2 separate regions of the Mus musculus genome follow, and region 2 is linked to region 1. The links are chromatin contacts, called in public HiChIP or PLAC-seq maps. All regions are on one chromosome and are shown on one strand. The core of a region is the stretch at or near the end of the contact, and the rest is flanking DNA. Distances in the headings are between cores, read along the strand shown.

What was found. HiChIP or PLAC-seq counts read pairs in DNA pulled down with a chosen protein or histone mark.
Region 2: an H3K27ac HiChIP or PLAC-seq map of trophoblast stem cells shows a contact between it and region 1, with 22 read pairs. The contact joins the promoter of Ptges3 here to the enhancer-like site in region 1. A contact is called at or near these places in 7 of 39 promoter capture datasets (HPC-7-derived erythroid cells, cranial neural crest, fetal liver and 3 more), 1 of 484 Hi-C or Micro-C datasets (B cells), 12 of 115 datasets of contacts at active chromatin or transcription factors (the SCID.adh cell line, bone marrow-derived macrophages, craniofacial prominence and 7 more) and 4 of 9 other capture datasets (adipose tissue, liver, macrophages and 1 more).

What each region holds. Positions count from the first base shown.
Region 1 is chr10:128,165,193-128,169,809 of GRCm38.p6, forward strand. The region is part of intron 1 of Rbms2 (RNA binding motif, single stranded interacting protein 2); the gene reads right to left. Among named protein-coding and RNA genes, the nearest start is that of Rbms2, 9.1 kb to the right of the region's middle. Within about 2 kb of position 2,134, at least 24 of the 459 cell types and tissues checked have an H3K27ac peak or open chromatin away from gene starts, as enhancers often do. A contact at or near this core is called in the SCID.adh cell line and trophoblast stem cells, where this site is marked.
Region 2 is chr10:128,057,560-128,061,908 of GRCm38.p6, forward strand. Ptges3 (prostaglandin E synthase 3) reads left to right here and starts at 1,423. Exons shown (of 8, transcript NM_019766.4): 1 at 1,423-1,727. The coding sequence starts at 1,726.

The sequences.
Region 1 (4,617 bases), core at 884-3,383:
TTCACCTCAGTGATGCTGGTCTCTTCTAATTCACTGCTAATTTCTTAGCTCCAGCTGACCAGCATCAATTGTCCCAGTAAGGCAAAGGTTCCCTTCAGTGGTGCTAGTCTCTTGTTAACTGCAACTGTTGTTTCAGCCCCAGCTGACAAGAATGGCAGAATCTTAATTCAAAATAGCAAATGCCACTAATAGTCTTTAAATTTCCCTCTGAAACTTCACAAGCCAGGCCTCTACCCTCCACATTTTTATCTTCCAAGCTCCCACACGACATCCCACTGAAGTCTCAACATTTAATGGCTTTTCTAGCCCAAAGTTCCAAAGTCCTTCCATGATCCTCCCAAAGACTTGGTCAGGTCTATCACAGTGCACCACACTACACCGTTAACGATTGGTCTTAATCAGGGTTTCTATTGCTGCAATGAAACATCATAACCAAAAAGTACATTGGAGAGGAAAGGGTTACACTTTTTTTTTTTAATTTTTTTTTTTTTTAGATTTATTTATTTTATTTTATTATATGTGAGTACACTGTAGCTGTCTTCAGACACTCCGGAAGAGGGTGTCAGATCTTGTTACGGATGGTTGTGAGCCACCATGTGGTTGCTGGGATTTGAACTCAGGACCTTCAGAAGAGCAGTCGGTGCTCTTAACCACTGAGCCATCTCACCAGCCCAGGGTTACACTTCCATATCACCATTCATCATCTAAGGAAGTCAGAACAGGAACCTGGAGGCAGCAATTGAATCAGAGGCCATGGAGGGGTGCTGCTTACTGGCTTGCTTCCCCAGGCTTGCTCAGCCTGCTTTCTTATAAAACCCAGGACCCCAGCCCAGGGATGGCACTGCCCACCAAGGCCAAAGGCATGCACCACCAACCCTGGCTTAAGAAGTTGAATGATCAAGGAAGCACAAGTTTGGACTAAAATGGAAGAGAGGGGAAACGGGGAGGGCAGGGGATGTAGCTCTAAAGAGCTCTGGCCTGGTAAGCCCTCACATTAAACCGTGGGAGAGAAGAGGTCTCTGCCCTCTGTTGCAAACAGATCATTTCTCACTCAAGAGGAAGAAGACAGGAGAGCAGGTAAGAGAGCCAAGGGTTATGACTGTTGACCTAGGAGCCAGGAGAGAAGAGTGAAGACTCCTCCCACAGAGCAGAAGTAGAAGTCTATGTGGACTGAGATACATGTGGGGCAGGAAATAAGGTTTTTTTGGTTTGTTTGTTTTTTGAGACACATTTTAGGTAGCTTCCAGTGGCCTTGACCCAAGAACAGAGCTGAGGCTACTCTTGAACTCACTGCCTCTTGCCTGGACCTCCCCAAGTGCTTGAACTATTTATGAACATCACCATGCCATGTGAGCAAAATCTATGGGGAAGGTAAATTATCTCAAATAAAAGACAGTCCCATGCCAGGCAGTGTGGTACATTCCTACAACCCCAGGATCAGGAGATAAGGATAGCCTGAGCTACAGAGAGACCCCTCTCAAAACATCACACACAACAGCTGGGAGATAGCTGTAAAGAAATTTGCCAAGCACTCGGGAATGCCACAAATCCCAAGTGAACTTGTGAGCTACCTGTGTGTGACTCCAGGCCCCAAAGGTGGCTGTGGGACATGGAACCCCTGGAACAAGCTGGCAAGCCAGAGTCTGCAATGCTGAGCTCTGCTTCAACCGGCAGACCTTGCCTCAATGAGTAAGGTAAAGATTGCTGCCCTCAGTCTTTTTTTTTTTTTTTTTTTAAAGATTTATTTATTTATTATATGTAAGTACACTTAGCTGTCTTCAGACACTCCAGAAGAGGGCGTCAGATCTTGTTAGGGATGGTTGTGAGCCACCATGTGGTTGCTGGGATTTGAACTCCGGACCTTCGGAAGAGCAGTCGGGTGCTCTTACCCACTGAGCCATCTCACCAGCCCCGCTGCCCTCAGTCTTGAGCACACCCCCCCCAACACACACACATGAGCACAGCTACCTAACACAGACACGTGGGGGGGAGGGGGGGTAAGAAAAACAAAGTAGCCCCTTTTCTTTTCCTGGAGGAAATGTTTGTTGCTGTGAGGGTTAAGTTTAACAACAGATGCCAGGGAGATGATGTCAAGGAAGGCGTGGTTAGAAACCTCACAAATTCGGATTCCTTTATTCCTAGACATTTCCCCTCCTACTCACCTATCTCATGTCTGTGAGGGGGCAGTCCTGCTAAAATGAAGGCACAGTCTCGAGACCTACAACGAACCTTTCTTGCTCTGTTATTTATCTAACTCAAGGCCATTAGCTTTTTTTAAATGATCACATTAAAATATCTTGTACAAGCCTTTTTGAAATCCACACCTTTCCATCTTGTAACTTTCCCCCTCTTGGTATTTTGAGGCCCTGGCTGTCCTGGAACTTGCTCCGTAGATCAGGCTGGCCTCAAACTCACAGAGATCTGTCTGCCTCTTTCCCCAAGTGCTGAGATCAAGGGCACCCACAACTACTGCCTGGGCTATTTTGTAACTTTATATTTACCCACAGCTCCCTCCCTCCCTACTTCCCTTCCTTCCTTCCTTCCTTCCTTTCTTCCCTCCCTCTTTCCTTCCTTCTTTAAGACAGAGTCTTGCTCTACTGGGCTGAAATTTGCTCTGAGAACAGGCTGGCTGACCTCAAACTCCATGTAGTTATTCTGTTTCTGTTCCCAAAATGCCAGGATTCCAAGCAAATGCTGACAAGCTTGCTTCCCTTTTGTTGCTATTTTAATTCCAATGCATAGAAATTTAACACTATATCCCAAGAAAGACTGCCTTTATTAGCTGATTTTAGGTTTTTTTTATTTATCAATTTATATATTTAGTACTAGGGATAGAACCCAGAGCCTTGAATAAGCCAAGCAAGTGTTTTAACATAGACCTACAACCCTATCCCTTAGGGAGGGAGGAAGGGAGGGAGGGAGGGAGGAAGAAAGAAGGAAGGAAGGAAGGAAGGAAGGAAGGAAGGAAGACAGACTTTTAGGAGCTAGAGAAATGGCTTAGTAGTTAAGAGCTCATATTGCTCTTGTAGAGGATCCAAATTCAGTTCCCAGCACCCACATCTGGTGGCTCACAACTGCTTGTAAGTCTGCATCTAAGGGCAATGGCACCCCTGGCCTCTGCAGGCATCTATACATGCATGCACGTACCTACATACATAAACAGAATTTAAAATAAAATTTAATTTAAAAAAATGTAATGATCTCTAAGTGCCAGCTTGCCTGTCTCCTGTGCCCCCTCCACCCCGGCATGTGTGTGTGTCTCTGTGTGTGTGTGTGTGTGTCTGTGTGTGTGTGTGTGTGTGTGTGTGTGTGTGTGTGTCTGTGTGTGTGTGTGTGTCTGTGTGTGTGTGTGTCGTTGGTGTGAATATGAGCTCCTGGCTCCTGAGAGCAAAGAGGCCAGAGGCATCCAGTCCTTCTGAAACTGGATTTATAGGCAAGGTACCTGAGATGGGCATTGAGAATGTAACTCTGGTCGCTTCAAGAGTAGTAACCTCAGAGCTCCCTCGCTGTTGTTCCCTTCCTTTCTTTCTTTGAGGCAAGGTCTTACACAGCCAAGACTGGCCTTGAATACAGTCTTGATCTCAGTCTCCTGAGTCACCGGGATTACAAGTTTGTATCACTACACTTGTCCTTATATTTGACTACATTACTATAGCTATGACAGATAAAGAAATTAAATTAAAACTAAGGACTGGGGAGGCAGCTGGGTAGGACATAAGGACCTGGGTTCAGATTCTCAGCACCAGCGGCTGGAGTGTTTAAGCATCAGTGTTTAAGAGCACTGAACGGGCTGGAGAGATGGCTTAGCGGTTAAGAGCATCAACTGCTCTTCCCAAGGTCGTGAGTTCAAATCCCAGCAACCACATGATGGCTCACAACCATCTGTAATGAGATCTAATGCCCTCTTCTGAGGTGTCTGAAGACAGCAACAGCAAGTGAGTCACAGCGAGAAGAAAAAGTGTCTGAAGACAGTGTACTTACATATAATAAATAAATCTTAAAAAAAAATTGTCATCTGCATTGACCTGGTATTAAAAAAAAAAAGCACTGAGCACTTACAGGGGCTATTGCAGAAAACCCAGATTCAGTTCCCAGCACCCACGTGGCAGCTCACAACCATCGGACACCTTCTTATGGCCTCTGCGGACACCAGACACACATGTGGTACACATTTACATGCCGCAAACATTCTTGACATGAAAAAAAAGTTTCTTCCCCAGAATACACGTAAAATCAAGCGTGGCCTCACATGACTATTAACCCCAGCACTGGGACAGGACAAGAGGATCCTCAGAGCTCACTGGTAAAGCCAGCCTGGCTGAAATGTCTGCTGCGCGAGTGCACGCATGCACACGCAAGCGCAGGGAACAAGAAAACCAGCCAGACGTGGTGCCACATGAAGTCATCCCAGGACTCGAGAGGTAGAGGATCAGGAATTCAAGGGCAGCCTTAGCTACTTTATCAAGGCTGAGATCAGCCTGAGCTACTCGAGATGGTCTCTACACACAAAATAAGTCGAAAAGAAAATCATGACTGTCACAAACTACTCATGAGAAATCTTCCCTTGGAAAGTAAAAAATATGAGACAGTTCAAAAATAAAACAATCCTGGTTCTGT
Region 2 (4,349 bases), core at 173-2,672, 110 kb before region 1:
GAGTGTTGGGATTTAAGGTGTGCACCACCACCGCCCGGCAAGTCTGATTTTTTGAGGCATGTGTCTTTATATATACAAGGCTGGACAAACTCAGAGATCAACCTGCTTCTACCTGCCAACCCACTGTTGGGATTACAGACATGGGCCATGAACCCTAGCTCTTTTCGAATTTTGAGGGAACTGGAGTTAATGGTTCAGCAGTCAGAACACTGGGTGCTCTTAAAGACATAGGTTCTATTCCCAGAACCTACATGGTTCACATGATCTAGTTTCAAAGGATCTCAGGCCCTATTTTTGACCTCTGTGTGGGAATCAGGCACACACACGGTACACATACATAATTGTTGACAGAATACTTACATCACCTCGGGAAAAAATGGAAATTTGAAACAGGGAAGTTGCCCACACTACCAAGTTGTCCCAGCTCCTTCAGCTGAGATTACAAGCCTGTGACACTACACCAGACTAATTTTCATTTCCCTGACAGGTGGTAAAGTTCTTAACATCAGGCAATTGGATCTGGACTATACAGCCAACATCACCAATTAGTCTGCACTGACATCAATATCAAAAGAAAAAAGCCTGTAATACCAGCACATAAGAGACTGAAGCAGGATTACTCTAAAAACCTGATGTCCTAATAGTGGCTCATTGGTCTACCTCTGCCCTAATCCGTCAGTTTTTGATAAGCAGAGATTGTTCTTGGCTACTAACCCCATTTAACCCAGGGCATTGTATACAAAACCAGTCAAAGGATTTTCAAATAGATCCTTAACCACCTCATCTGAACTCACGCAAGGAGACAGCGAATTAATCTAGAAACTTCCCTCCTCGCCTCCCCCAGGGCGCCAATGTCTCCAAGCAGGGGGGAGAGGCGCGCCCCTAAAGGCAAAGAGGCAAAAGCAGCTCCTCCGCTAAAGGAGCCCAGGCGGGATCCGGACAATCAGAAAAACAGCGAGTGGTCCAGGCTTTAAGGACGAAGCCGTTTTTCCACGGATGCAACCGGCGTTGCCGGGCGTGGTGGCTTTGGCACAGGACTGCAATCCCGGACTCGGGCGACTGAACTCGAGGCCAACCTGGGTTTGCGGCAGGCACCCCTGTCTAAGACAAAACAATCCCCACACATCGCCTTGGGGTCTGCTGTATACGCCGCAGCGTCCCACCGCCTTCCAGGGCGGCCCCTACGTCTCTCGGGGAGATCGCCCGCGAGCGTGCTCAGGCGGTTGGCGGCCAACGGCTTGCTAACGCGAGACCGGAGCCCGGGAAGACAGGCGCGAACGGGGCAGCCGGAGGGTCGAGGGGAGGGGCGGGCGCGGGAAGGATCGCGAAGGAGCCGGGAGGCCCCGCCCCTTCCGTAGAGATCTCTAGAAAACCGCGCAGAGCCTGGAAACGGCGATTGCGCACGCGCGGCGGCCGGCCCGGGCATTTTGCTGCGTCACCAGCCGCCGCCCGGCCTCGCCACCCCTCGCGCGCACGCACGCTCCTTCTCCGTCCTCGCGCCCCTTTTCCTACACTTTCCTTCTCTCCCGGGTTGAGGGAGCCGCTCTCCGCGCGGTGCATTCTGGGCATCGAGGCCGAGCCCGCCGCCGCCGTCGCCTAAGAGGAGCGAGGAGAGGCCGCGACCGGGCAGAGACCGCCGGAGTCGCCGCCGGAGAGGAGTCGACTCGCCAGCCGCCGCCAGCGAGGCCCGCCCACCCGTTTGTCTGGCCCTCTGCCCCGTTCACCATGTGAGTGCGACATCCCGCCGACGGAAGGTCGTCCCGGAGCGGAGCGAGGCCGCGCCGGGAGCCCCGGCTGCCGGGAAACGGCCCCTCGCCCTCCCCCCACCCTCGGCCCTTCGCCTTTCTCCCCGCCCGCGCTGGTGGCAGCCCTGCCGTGGGGTGGGAGGGCCTGCATCCTTGTTCCTGTTACCGTTGGAGGACATTTTTCCTCCAGATGTCCGTTTCCCCACCTCCAGATCGACCCCCGGATTCCTCGTGCCAGAAATCCCACTTTTCTTCCCTAGACAGCCTGGCTCTCTCGGAACTCTGGGAACTTAGCCTTAGGCCCTAAACTCGTGTGTGAGCTTTCCGCCATGAGGGCGCCGGGAGCCGTGGAGTCCTGCCGCTCGGTGCTGATGCCCGGACCCGGCAGGACCGGGCTGAGAGCATTTGTGGGTGCCGCCGTAAGCCGGTGCTACCGGTAGGGCACCACGCGGCCCTCGGCGGCAGGCACTGCTAGGCAACTAGAGGGGGCCATGCCGTCACCACAACGAAACTTCCCGTTCCCACATCTCGGGTCTCTTGAAAATGGTGAACGCTAGCAAATGCGGTCACCTCCTTGGCAGCGAGTAATAGTTACTATGGAGCAGGTAGTTCTGCACGTGTCTAGTCACAAGATACTTGTGGACTCTTTTCTTCTCTGTACCTCAATAAACTTTGGGTGGCATTTCGTCATGCTCTTTGTATGCGGAGGTGAAACAGGTATAAAATGACCATCTCACTTGCCTGAAGGTCTTAATTTGTTTATATGGAGGTTACAGATTCTTTTAATCTAAGAATTTTTGCCCTTATTTTTCTAGCCTGGACAACTTTCAAATATGAGAGAATTGAATTACAGTACTTGAGGGTGGTGTGGGTGGCTGCTATGCACAGCACTAAAAGTTACGGATTGTAGTTGAAAAAAAAAGTTTAACGATTGTACAAGTTTAAGTTTTAACTGCTTGCTTGAATGGCTAAAAATCTAAATTGATAGACGATGTCCTAGAGCCAATTAGTGGCTGAGAAACAGGTCCTAGAAGAAGACCATGTAGTACTAGAAAATGTGTAAAGAAATTTGGAGGAGTCCCCCATAAAAACAAAGATATGTAGCAGGTTTTACATTTTAGTGTTTCATTATAGTAATTTTATTCATGTGTGTGCCCTCCCCCCACCCCCTCGTGTTCCTGGAGGTAAGAGGACAGTCTGTGGGGAAACAATTTAAGTTGTCAGGTAGAGAAACGGAGAGCCTTCACTTGCTTAGCCATCTCACCAGCATGGATTTAAATTTTACCTTTGAGATGTTAAGAAAAAGCTCTTGTGTGTGACTGACCTGTATTCTGATGTCATGTTGGCTTCTTAGGACAAGTTTATGTAAAAACTTTTTGATATTTTCCAAACTGTACGGGGAAAATGAATTGCTAGGTAAAACATAATCAATTTAGTAGATAAACATAGCCAAACGAAACATCTTTTCATCCAGAAGTAGCAATTTAGGAGGTAGAGAGACTGCGCAGTGATTAACAGCACTGGCTACCCTTGCTGAGAACCCAAGTTCTATTACCAGAACCAACTGCCTGCTGAGAGCAGAGGTGTTAGTTCTGAATCTGGAGTTAGAGGCAGTTGTGAGCCACCCTGCTTGGGTGCTCTTGTAGAAGCAAGAGCAGTGTGGTGTGGATGTTTTGTCTGTATGTTTGTGTATCATCTGCACTGCTAGAGGCCAGGCCTGAAGAGAATGTTGGATACCCTGGAGCTAGAGGTTTGTGAATCACCATGTGGGTGCTGGGGCTAGAACCCTGGGTCCTCTGGAAGAGCAGCCAGCGCTTTTAACCCTTGAGCCATCTTTCCAACCTTTGTGTGTGTGGGTGCTCTTGTTTGTTTTTGTCTGTTTTGATTTTTAGGTTTTTTTTTTTTTTTTGGTTTTTTGAGACAGGGTTTCTCTGTGTAGACCAGGCTGGCCTTGAACTCAGAAATCCGCCTGCCCCCTGAGTGCTGGGAATAAAGGCGTGCACCACCACGCCCAGCTTTTTTTTTTTTTTTTTTTTTGAGACAAGTTCTCCCTGTGTAGCTCTGGCTATCCTGGAACTTGGGCTGGAGATACACCTGCCTCTGCCTCCCTGAGTTCTAGGATTAAAGGTGTACAACTCCTGATCCTATTACCTTCTTTAAAGGGATTGTTTTTTGAGAAAGCGTCTATGCTGCCCTAGGTGGCCTAACCTCCCAATATGTGGGAGGATCCCCCTTGAACTCCTACTCTTTCCCTCCACTTCCTAATTATTTGGGATTATAGGTGAACCCAATAGGATTATATATTGGGATTATATAAGATCAAGGCCAGATAGGTCTATATAGTGTGCACACATCTCATTTATTTTTGTTTTTTGTGATGAGGTTTCTGTGTGGACCAGGTTTGCACCATTGTGCACATTTTGAAGAGGTCAGATACCTGGTCTTTTTAAAATGGTCATTCTACAGGGTTAAAGAGGTGGCTCATCCTTTAGCAGAGGATCTGGGTTCAATTCTCAAACCCCACATGGTGGTTGACAACAGTACCAGATTTCAGGGGATCAGGGTTAGGAACCCTCTTCTGGCTTCCGTGGACACTGGGTATAT